Regions from separate parts of the Sus scrofa genome. Here regions 1, 2 and 4 are each linked to region 3. A link is a contact called in public Hi-C and HiChIP or PLAC-seq data. All regions are on one chromosome and are shown on one strand. Each heading gives the region's core, a stretch centred on a gene start, on an enhancer-like site or on the middle of the called end of the contact. The rest is flanking DNA. Distances are from core to core; before and after follow the strand shown.

Evidence for each region. Hi-C and Micro-C count contacts between places; a contact is called where the count stands out from the background. HiChIP or PLAC-seq counts read pairs in DNA pulled down with a chosen protein or histone mark.
Region 1: an H3K27ac HiChIP or PLAC-seq map of alveolar macrophages shows a contact between it and region 3. The contact joins the promoter of NIF3L1 here to the promoter of CASP10 in region 3. A contact is called at or near these places in 1 of 5 promoter capture datasets (liver) and 1 of 2 datasets of contacts at active chromatin or transcription factors (alveolar macrophages).
Region 2: a contact with region 3 is called in a Hi-C map of retroperitoneal adipose tissue, with 2.1 times the contacts expected there. The contact joins the enhancer-like site here to the promoter of CASP10 in region 3. A contact is called at or near these places in 3 of 5 promoter capture datasets (fetal liver, fetal skeletal muscle and liver), 1 of 47 Hi-C or Micro-C datasets (retroperitoneal adipose tissue) and 2 of 2 datasets of contacts at active chromatin or transcription factors (alveolar macrophages and skeletal muscle).
Region 4: an H3K27ac HiChIP or PLAC-seq map of alveolar macrophages shows a contact between it and region 3. The contact joins the promoter of CLK1 here to the promoter of CASP10 in region 3. A contact is called at or near these places in 2 of 2 datasets of contacts at active chromatin or transcription factors (alveolar macrophages and skeletal muscle).

The regions. Positions count from the first base shown.
Region 1 is chr15:104,582,467-104,585,166 of Sscrofa11.1, forward strand. It overlaps NIF3L1 (NIF3-like protein 1), which reads left to right and starts at 1,270. Exons shown (of 7, transcript XM_003133583.6): 1 at 1,270-1,342. It overlaps PPIL3 (peptidyl-prolyl cis-trans isomerase-like 3), which reads right to left and starts at 1,286. Exons shown (of 6, transcript XM_013984381.2): 1 at 227-1,286. The coding sequence starts at 229.
Region 2 is chr15:105,327,853-105,330,552 of Sscrofa11.1, forward strand. It overlaps ALS2 (alsin), which reads right to left. Exons shown (of 34, transcript XM_021076185.1): 34 at 865-2,225. The coding sequence ends at 2,187. Among named protein-coding and RNA genes, the nearest start is that of MPP4, 9.3 kb to the left of the region's middle. Within about 2 kb of position 1,344, at least 12 of the 83 cell types and tissues checked have an H3K27ac peak or open chromatin away from gene starts, as enhancers often do. A contact at or near this core is called in alveolar macrophages, liver and retroperitoneal adipose tissue, where this site is marked.
Region 3 is chr15:104,856,748-104,859,447 of Sscrofa11.1, forward strand. CASP10 (caspase 10) reads left to right here and starts at 1,354. Exons shown (of 12, transcript NM_001161640.1): 1 at 1,354-1,513.
Region 4 is chr15:104,560,780-104,563,479 of Sscrofa11.1, forward strand. It overlaps CLK1 (CDC like kinase 1), which reads right to left and starts at 1,363. Exons shown (of 13, transcript NM_001123099.1): 1 at 1,269-1,363.

The sequences.
Region 1 (2,700 bases), core at 20-2,519, 270 kb before region 3:
GAGGCTAGTCAGATTTGTTACCACTGAGCCACAATGGGAACTCCGAAAAACATAAGAATTTTAAAGTGATTTTGTTTCGGTTTTGTTTAGAATCATTTTATACTCTACACTTCTACAGCTTATCATTTGTCTTGTCATTGAAATCTCCATGCAGTTTTATTTCCCTTGACTAGATTTCTAAAAATTATATATACAAAGACATTCATAAGAATTCTATAAAACTTACCATTTTTCTTCTTGATGGTTTCAGGATGTACTGTTACTTTCTTACAGTTTATTGACAGAAGTTCAAAAACGAGCCTCTATTTCCAAAAGAAAAAGAATTAATTCATTTCCCTCTTTTAACTCAAACATGCTCATGTTTCCTGCATATTTAAAAGAAAAATTCTCGAGGAGAACAGATCCCTCCCAAGTAATCCGGTTGTGGAAGCGATCAAGCAATCCTACTCATCTCCAGCCCCTAAACTCCTACTTCCCCTGCTTACTCTTCAAGAAGAGTCTGATACATTTCTGCCTTAAGCCTAGCATTGGGTTTTCCCTTCGCCTGGAACACTTACACTCAGTACGGCTATTTCCCTCACCTCCAAGTCGCTGCTCAAAAGTTAAGTCTCATTGACCTGATAAATCTATTTAATACTGTCTTAAAGATTTCCTTTCCCTAAAGCACTTAGCACTAATATATTATATGCTTTAATTGCTTAATTCAACAACACCCTCCCCTCCAGAATACTCACTCCAAGCAGCTTAAAAACTAAAGCATAGAGCGCTCTTCCAGTGTTCAAGTGAATGAAAGAGTAAGTGACGCTACCCCATACTTACTTAACCACTTCACTGAATACAGATATTTTTTTAGTCAAGAAATAGATTAAGATAGGAAGCTTGTGAGAAATTCAAGTGGTCAGGCAAGGAGGCTCTGCCCACAGCTGTTGTTAAAACAGCAAAGATTCAATAACAGGTGCTCCGGAGAGTCTGTAAATTCCAAGAAAGTTTCTTCAGGCCGCCACCCGGAAGTCGAGCAGGAGACCCACTTAGGAGAACGCCCCTCCTCTGCTCACCTCCTTCCTCCTCCTCCCTATCCCAAACCCAACCGACCAGAACGAGGGAGAGGATGTAATTTATCCCCATCAGGAACTCCTTTGACCTTAGAGAACTTCTTAAATAATCACACTAGGACAAAAGGCGTAATGTTGGGCAATCCCTACAGGCGCCCCTGAACTCAGATGCAAAATAGGAAAGACCTCTTCCGCCCAGCTCCCCCGCCCCGCCCACTTTTACGCCTCCAGGAAGTTCTGCGCAGGACCGGAAGTAGCGCTCTTGGCAACCTGGGACTGGTGATTCTCCGGTGGGTTAGATTCCTGCGTGCGGCAATGAGGCCCTGTCGGCGCGCTGTGGCCCTTGCAGGCTGAGGTTTTGGGGGTGCTGCCGCGAAAGGAGGCGGGGGAGGAGATAGGCGCAGAAAACCGGTTTGCTGCACCAGAGCCTAGGGTTCTAGAGCGGCCAGGGTCCTGACTCGCGGCTTGCCCACTGTGCTCCCCGCACTTTTAATTGTTCTGGAAAAGGCTTGAAGTGGGGCTGAAATAAGAGGGCGAGGTTCACAGGCTGTAAAGTGGGTCCTGCTAATAATACTTATTAACAAGCAGTGCTGACTTTAGGCCAAGCATTTTCTCCAACTTTACGGTGAAATCTTGCGACGATACCGTGAGCTGAACGCTATTCTATTCTTCAGAGATGGGAACCGCAGAGATAGAGTAATCTGTTTAGACAGCTGCGGCTCGGGGAGTCAGTCTGGTTTTAGGGTCAGGTGCCCTTCACACTGTGCCCTGCTGCCTCCTATTCTTGTTAATGAGCTACGCAGCTTGTAGATTCATAGGAAATGGTGGTTTTGTTATTTCCAAGGGCTGCTTCAGATCTAACAATAGATAACTCAAAACCAGTGTGGTGGCCCACTAGAGCTTCACTTTAGCGCTTGCCAGATTTAGAAGTCTGGGGAGTTGGAGTAGTGTCAGGGAATCTGGAGAGTGGAAGTGGTATAAGGACCCTTAGAAGATCTTCAAAGACCCCAGGCTCCAGTGGTTTGTGGAGGCTCCACATGACTCCAAACCATATACTGAATATGGTTTGGGGCCCATTTGCTGCCCATTCATAGAGTGATCCACGTACGCATCCCATGATTCTGGCTGCTGACAAAACACTTCATTTTTAAAATATGTTGTTGTTACTTTTTTCCCATAAAGCACCTTTTAATGTTTGTCTCTACCACCATAACTTAATTCTGCTGTGATAAGGGAATGGAGACTGTGCCGGTCTGTGCAGTAAGCATTTAGCACTGGCCTGTATTGGTGATACTGAGATACAGAAGAGATAGTTCCTGTTCTCTGGTAGCTTGCCAGTACTGTGGGAGACAGAAAACAGGAATGTAACATAAGAAAAACTAGGGCAGAAGCAGGTGGGATGGGGGAGGGGGACACAGAAAAGGAAGGTTTGTTAAGAAAAGCTTTATTTAGGAAGTCAAAGGGGACTTGGAAAGAAGGGTAATAGAGAAATGGAGAAGGCTGGTTCAAGCAAGGATGGGGTGAGCAAGAACAAGGATGTGGGGTGGGGGCAGGAAGGAGATGAACATAATTGTGTGTTATCTACCAGGCTTGTTCCTGGTGACTTAAACATAGTAATCCATTTGCTTCTCCAGATGGCCCGTGAGGT
Region 2 (2,700 bases), core at 94-2,593, 470 kb after region 3:
TAAGTTAGGATCAAAGACATTTAGTAAACTTACCTTTATGAGACAAATGTGGAATTTGTTTATTCCAAAAATCAAAACAATTCCTAATGGAAACATAAAGTGTTTAACATAAACAAATCTTTGTTTTGGTCCCTTTCCAGTAATGGGCGGGTATATTCTGGTAGGAAGCAGCAGTGAGAAGTAAACGCTCCCTAAAGTGACATTACAACTGGTATACAATTAACTAAGGCCTCATATTTCTAGCCAAAATTTTAAATCCTCTTGTTTTCCTTCCCTGAATCTGTGTAGGGGAAAAAATTTAACCTGTAACTATCAAAATATGTCTTTTATTCAAAGAAATAATACTAGTATTTCTTTTTAAGACTCTTGTCCTCAGCTTATTAGGGTCTGAAAATTAATTTGTTCTTTGTCAGCAAAGACACTATTATGTTTATGTTTAACTAATTATTAGCTTTTTAGGGCCACACCTACGGTATATGGAAGTTCCCAGGCTAGGGGTCAAATCAGAGCTACAGCTACCGGCCTACACCACAGCTACAGCAAAGCCAGATCCGAGCCACATCTGTGACCTACACTGCAGCTCACAGCAATACCAGATCCTTAACCCACCAAGTAGGACCAGGGATCAATCCTGCATCCTCATGGATAATAGTTGGGTTCATTACTGCTGAGCCAATGGGAACTCCCACGTTTATGTTTATTTTAGAGAGATCTCTAAAACCCCAGTGGGATCTGAGGCCTCTACAAAGAGGCACAGATTCCAATGCAGGGAAACCTCATCCACCCCAAAAAACTAAACTTGGGTTTCTTTTAAATTTTTAGGCTGCCCTGTTTCATTTCTTTTGCAATCATAAAACAACCTCGTAAAGATGAACATCTTTTATTATGAAAATTGCTGTTACATTACAGCCAACATTCCGAAACAGTATTTTAATAAACACTTGTCTTGATTATAAAGTAGAGCAGAAACCATGATCCTTTTTGAAAATTGATTAACATCTGCTGATGTTAACATAAAGCAGGAGAATACTCCGTACGCTCACTCTGGTGTGGAGGAGATGAGACGGGAAGAGCACCTATGTTATCTCAAACAGCTACTAGTGTTACTTGAACAATGTAAACCAACCACTTATAACAGGACATTCAAAAAAAAAAAAAAAAAAAAAAAGGCCCAAAGCGAAACACTAGAAGGTTAAAAGATCGAGGGGTCACAACACTTTTGATAGGGGAAAAGCCAAAGCGTGTTTCCTTTTCCTTCCCCTCTGTGAGTTCAGTGCGAGGTATGGGGAGGACCACAATACCAGGTCAAGGACAGATGCGGTTCTTGCTTCCGTATTTCCCAGTCTCTAGTCCTGCTCCGAACATAGCCTGCATGCCGAAGCTCTTCAGGCTCTCATTCACAGGCCTCGGGATACAGCGTTTGCACATGGATGAATGGGGTTCCGTAGCAGCTCAGAGCCAGTGTCAGAATTCCAGTGTATTCACTCTGTAGCCTTGTAAGGAATCCAAGAACAAAATTCCTACGTACTTTCCTAGTCAGGAGGCAGAAGGCTCCTATTTGGACGTGCTCCATGCTGGGGGTTACGGTGTGGTACTAACGGCACAGAACCTCTCCCATCATGAATACCCTGGTGGAAAAGCTTAAAAAAGTTAAAACTGCAGTTTAAAAGTTCCTCTTTCCCCTCCCTCAGCAAAGAAGAAATGGTGCACACATGACTGCAAGGAATTGAGGAAGGCAGAGTGTGGCGACTGTAGTTTCCAGTACAATCTGCTCCTTGCAAAGGGTCTGGGGTAACTGCAGGCAAACCGGAAGCTCAAAAATATTCATTCACTTCCTTAATAGAAGAAGCTATACTGAGAGTTTTTTCTTACAACTTCATGAGCTGGCATACTCTTTACTGTAGGAAGGGAGAGCCTCTTTTTTTCAACAGTAGATGCATATTTGGGGAACTTAACGTAGGCCAGGGACTAAAGTCGATCTGATTTCTTCCTCCTTGTCAATCCTCCCCTTCAACTACTTTTAGTCTGGGCTCAGAGCTCCAATCATTAGCAAGGCTCAGAAACAACAACCAAAATAATACAACGTCCTCATTTCAACACCATTCTTTGTTTGCCACCACAGGAAGATGGCAGATGGTGCTAAAACACTCTGAATAGATAATCCAGTTGTCAAGCTGTTATGCAGCCTAGTTAAGCTTCTCACGCTGGATCTGGTAGTAACATGCCTGAAAAAAAGTTCACAACCATTTCAAACTTACTTGAAAAGAAATTACATAAACATAACAATGCACATGAGACCAAGAACAGAAACTCCTTATGAATACTGATAGCTCAACAAAATCAGGTGCTTTCATTTCCCTGTTTCTGCCGGTCCTCCTCCCCAGCCCATGTCTATTTTTCCGAGTTATAATTAGTAGAGCTAAAATTTCGTAAAATTCCCTCTAACTCTAAAACGGACAAAAAAATTTTTACAAGCTGTATAATATTCTTCATTAAGCAGAAATACCTTAATTTGCTAAGCCACTATTGAACAGACATTGAGCATATGTTGGTGATCAGTTTAATGTATACAAACGACTGTAATCAAAATCACCCAGCATGTTTGATAACCACACTGGTTGAGATTAAGCATCATTCCAGACCTACGGAGTCAGAATTTCCAGGAATGCATTTTGAAGAAGCATCTCCAAGTGATTCTGA
Region 3 (2,700 bases), core at 104-2,603:
TATGGCAAATTCCAAAGCAACATTCTGACCCACAGAATGAATTTACTTAAATTTAGACAAGTTTGGGAATATTCATTCTACCCTTCCCACAATTACAGAAGAAAAGGCATTTCATATTACATCTTGACAAAAGGAAAGAAAGAAGTGTTGTGGTTTTTTTTTGGTCTTTTTGCCTTTTCTAGGGCTGCTTCTGCTGCATATGGAGGTTCCCAGGCTAGGGGTCTAATCGAAGCTGTAGCCGCCGGCCTACACCACAGCCACAGCAACGCCAGATCTGAGCCGCATCTGCGACCTACACCACAGCTCATGGTAATGCCGGATCCTTAACCCACTGAGCAAGGCCAGGGATTGAACCCGCAACTTCATGGTTCCTAGTCGGATTCGTTAACCACTGAGCCACGACGGGAACTTCCAAGAAATGATTATTTTTAAATAGTATTTATTTTAGAGGGTTGTTGGGATGATTTAAATGAGTCAATATTACCTGGCATATGGTAGTTGGGATACAAGTGTTAGGTGTTGCTTTTATTATATAGTTTATTTATTTATTGGCTTTTTAGGGCCGCACCTGCGGCATATGGAGGTTCCCAGGCTAGGGGTCCAATTGGAGCTACAGCACCGGCCTATCCCGCTGCCACAGCAGCACCAGACCTGAGCCACTTCTGTGACGTACACCATAGCTCATGGCAACGCTGGATCGTTTAACCCACTAATAGAGGCCAGGGATCAAACTTGCCTCCTCATGGACTAGTCAGGCTCGTTACCACTAAGCCACAATGGGAACTTCCATATAGTGTCTTGTTATTCAATGTAAAATCTTTTTCTGCCGGGTTGAATGTGCGAGGAGGGCAGAGCCTTCACCAGTTTCGTCTACTGGTAACTGAGTTCCTTGCAAATACTTCCCAATGGGCTTTTAGGTCTAGTTCCCCTCCTTTTTATTTTTGCCTTATTCTTTTTTTTTTTTTTTTTTTTGCCTTAAATTTGTTTGTTTATTCGCACGTAGACTTATTTGAGAAAGGGTTAAGATGGCTGACTACTGTTTCATGAGCTTTTTGAGTTTCATTTTAAAGGTTAGTTTGGGGAGTTCCCGTCCTGGAAATGCACCTCCGATTCCTCCTGGAATGTGCACTTCCTCCATTTCCTCCTGCAACGTGCATTTCCTCCTGCAACGTGCATTTCCTCCTGGAACGTGCATTTCCTCCGATTCATCTGTTGGTCTTGCATCTGCCTCTAGGAGGCGCCGTTTGTCAGCATTATCCTAACCCCACGAAAGGGGAGGAGGCAAGAAGAGTGATTGAAAGATGATGTCAGCAGGAGCTAAGTATAAGTTACCGAAACTCAGAGACAGTTTCACTTGCCTGGGCTGCACCAAGTTGAGTTCCCTTCCTGAACAAATGGGAGCTTCCTTGGAACGTGGAGGACGCAGAGGATTATAATTGTTTTCAAGGTGTGTTTCCAGGAAATTTCCCTGAGAACTTTAACCTCCAGAAGATCAGTGGAATTTGATCTGAAGGTATGTAATTAATACCTTTTTCTTGCTGGGGTCTTAAACTCCAGGCTTTGCCCTCGCTATGTGTCTCGGAAACTTGGAAAAACTCACGCTTGCCAGCAACGGCACTGTTCTGTCTGGATTTATTAGCCAACCCAGGAAAAAAGAAAGTTTAAAAATCCCCAGGAAGGCTCCAACATAGCCCTTTTCTGGTAGAAATATGCTAGTCTATAAATGGAGACAAAGTCGGGTAGACTCACCAAAGCTAAAGATCAGAATCTTTAGGAAACTGCGAGACAAATGTACCATGTTAGATTAAGATGTCTCGTAGAATAAGATGTCTCCAAGAATCCAGTCATTTGGTTTCTAGTATGACAGAGCTATTAGCAAGGAAGACCCCATGGATGATCACATTAAAAATGACATGGGGGGGGTTCTTTTTCTAACAATTAAAGTAATAGCGAAATAATTGCGTAAAATTTGAGAAAACAGACAGGAGCCCAGAAGAAAATTTATATTATCTGTAATTATACCACCTTCATATAACCACTCTTTGTTATTGATGTTTGGGGGGGGGGTGTTTGTTTTTTGGGTTTTTTTTTTTTTTCCTTTTTTCTTTTTAGGGCCGCACCCACAGCATATGGAGGTTCTCAGGCTCGGGATGGAATCGGAGCTGTAGCTGTCAGCCTACACCACAGCTGAAGCAACACAGGATCTAAGCCGCTTCTGTGACCTACACCATAGCTCACGGCAATGCCAGATCCTTAACCCACTGATCGAGACCAGGGATTGAACCCAAGTCCTCATGGATATGAGTTAGATTCGTTTCCGCTGCACCACAGTGGGAACTCCTGTTTTTTGTCTTTGCTATGTTCTCCTTCCTTTAGAGAGTAATTTCTTATTTCTAAACAGCCTAGTCTTGTACAGAGAACATACACTTCACGTCCTCAAAAAATGAGTAATTACACTGAAATTTTCTTTTTTTTTTTTTTTTTTTTTTTTGCAATTTATCGTTCCTCTGATTAGAATGAAATTTCATGTAGAAAGACCATAAGTTTATGAACCGGTCAGGCGGGTTAGTTTGTGACTTCCTGCCTAGTCTGTTGTCTGAAACCACTCACTCTTTCTAGGGTCTAGGATTCTAGCTTTTCTTTCTGTGAAATCAGTAAAGCCTTGCCCTGTTATGGTGGTAATGTTATCCTGTTGGCCTT
Region 4 (2,700 bases), core at 113-2,612, 300 kb before region 3:
ATCTGGAGTCTGAATTCTACTCATAGATTCCTGCATTATACATGCCAAGATCAGATTTACTGAAAGAGGGCTGAAAAAGAAAAAAGAAAAGGGAATTCCAATTGATCAACTTTGGGAAAAATCCTTTCCTGCCAGAAGCACGCATTTACTTTATATATAACTCGCCCATTCAGATGTGCATCACTTTTTTTTATTATTTCCCCAATACAATTTTTTTTCTACTGTACAGCATGGTGACCCAGTTACACATACACGTATACATTCTTTTTCCTCACATTATCATGCTCCATCATAAGTGACTAGACATAGTTCCCAGTGCTACACAGCAGAATTTCGTTGCTAATCCCTTCCAAAAGGAGAGAAACACCTAGCTTAGCCTACGAGCAACTTACACAACCATCGGTGTAAACCATTTTCCCTAAAGAAATGTCAGAACCAAAAATCCCTAACAACTTGAAAAAGACATTAGAGATAAACTTTTCATCAACTACCGTTCACAGCAGTACTAACCGCCCGGGCACCACCTCGTCTCTAAACACAACTTAAGGGGATCCAATTGTTCCCAAGGGGGTGGGCTGGGGGAGAAACTCCCAAGCCTGTGCCCGACCGCCTGGCTTCTCTCACAAGCTCCTCCAAATATGCCACATCATTTCTCTTCCGTCGAGTTCCTAAACCTGCTTTCTGTTTACGCCACTGACGGCAAAGACACTCGCCATTTCCCCTCGAATTACTTTAAGACTCGAGCGGACAGTGAGACCGTCTTACACCCGGTCCCTGTGTTCCTTCTTTCCCTCTGTTACGAACGAAGGTCCTCAGAGGAGCGCGTCTCACGCACATTCCAGAACGCCGTTCTGGCGGCCACCCTCCGCCCGCAGCTTCGCCGCCTCCGCCCCGCCGCCATCTTAGAGCTCGGCCGACGCCTGCGCCACCGACATGGCGCTCGGAGCGCCGGGGATCGGGATCCCTGCTCCCTCTAGGGAAGGCACACGTTCGAGCTCTCTCCGCCTAACAAACACTGTCACTACCCTCCGCCAGGGTCTGGAGCGTCACGGTTCAAATAGAAATCCGCAGCGGCGGACTCGGAAAAGCATAGAAGACGAGCTGTCCACCTTTGTGCAGCCGAAGCGCGGTGGGGGGCGGTGCGAGGGGAAAAGGGGTCACCCTGCAGGACTGCAGACGGCCAACAAGCTTGAAGGGGAACGTCACAGACGCTCTCGGGAAACAGAAAAGGGGCCCTGACACCCAGCCCGCTTCCTTCTGCATCTTACCGTCCAGGCCAAAAAGTCCAAGCCTCAGGAGACAATGCTTGCAACGCGACAACGGAAAACACCCAGCTGGCTGCGACAAGGTCCAACAACAAAATGGAGCCGATTGCCGAAGCGTCTGGGCTCTCCGGGAAAACAAGATGACGCTGCAAACGTCACTCCGCCTCCGGGTGGGGCGGGGCTTGCACAAAGGGTGGGGCTGAGCTGGCGCCCAGGGAGGGGGGCGGGGGACGTGTGCGCAGGCGCCGGGTTCGAAGCTCCGCAACCAGGTTGAGCAGAGGGAGCTGTGACCGCGGCCATGTTGTCTCTGTTCTGTGTTTGGGCTGAGGAGACGTTTTAAGCGTTGGGGAGGAGCGCCTCGTCCATGCTCAACTAAAAATTGTATTTGTGAACGCTAGAAATGAGAAGCTGAAGGAAGCAGAGTGCGAAATAGCGTTACAACGTCTAAAATAATGCTTTAAAAAATTTACACCACCTTCATCAGATAGTTCCAAATTAGGACGTGCCTGGATTTGGACTTTTGCTAAGGTTCTGAAACCAATTTAAAATTTTAGTGGCTGGGACTCACGGACAGAAATTGGATTGGAAGGATTTTCCCGAGATTTTCAAAGGCGAAGAAATGTGAGAGGGACTCCTCACAATATAGCAACACTTCCGCATGGAGCAAGGCCTCTGCGTGTAAAGGCCAAGTAAACTAAAGAGTTGGGGTGGGGGGACTGAAAGATCATTAAGAGAAGACAAATTTGGACTTCTCTTGGAGTTCCCTGGTGGCTCAGCAGCTTAAGGATCTGATGTCACTGCTGTGACATACTCTTTTCTCGCCATTGAAAGGCTTATACTCCTTCCATTTCTTTATCATATATACCTGAGGCACATCTTTGATAGTGGGTTAAAAAAAAAAAATGGCCGGAAAATGGGAACTAGAATCAAATGAGGAGTTCCCTTGTGGTGTAGTGGGTTTAGGATCCAGGCTGACACTGCAGCAGCTTGGCCATGAAACTTCTACATGTCTTCCAAAAGAGGACAGAATTATCTGGAAACAACCTCTGAATAACAAAAATAAAGCTGCAACTTGATAGAACAAAGTAATTGCCGACCCTGGCCATAAACATTAAAAAAAAAAAAAAAAAAGGAAGCTCTGAGGAACTGCTCTGAAGAGGTAGGGAAGAGGTCAGTATTATGATTTTTTTTTTTTTTTTGTCTTTTGTCTTTTTTGTTGTTGTTGTTGTTGCTATTTCTTGGGCCGCTCCCGCGGCATATGGAGGTTCCCAGGCTAGGGGTCGAATCGGAGCTGTAGCCACCGGCCTACGCCAGAGCCACAGCAACGCGGGATCCGAGCCGCGTCTGCAACCTACACCACAGCTCACGGCAACGCTGGACCGTTAACCCACTGAGCAAGGGCAGGGACCGAACCGCAACCTCATGGTTCCTAGTC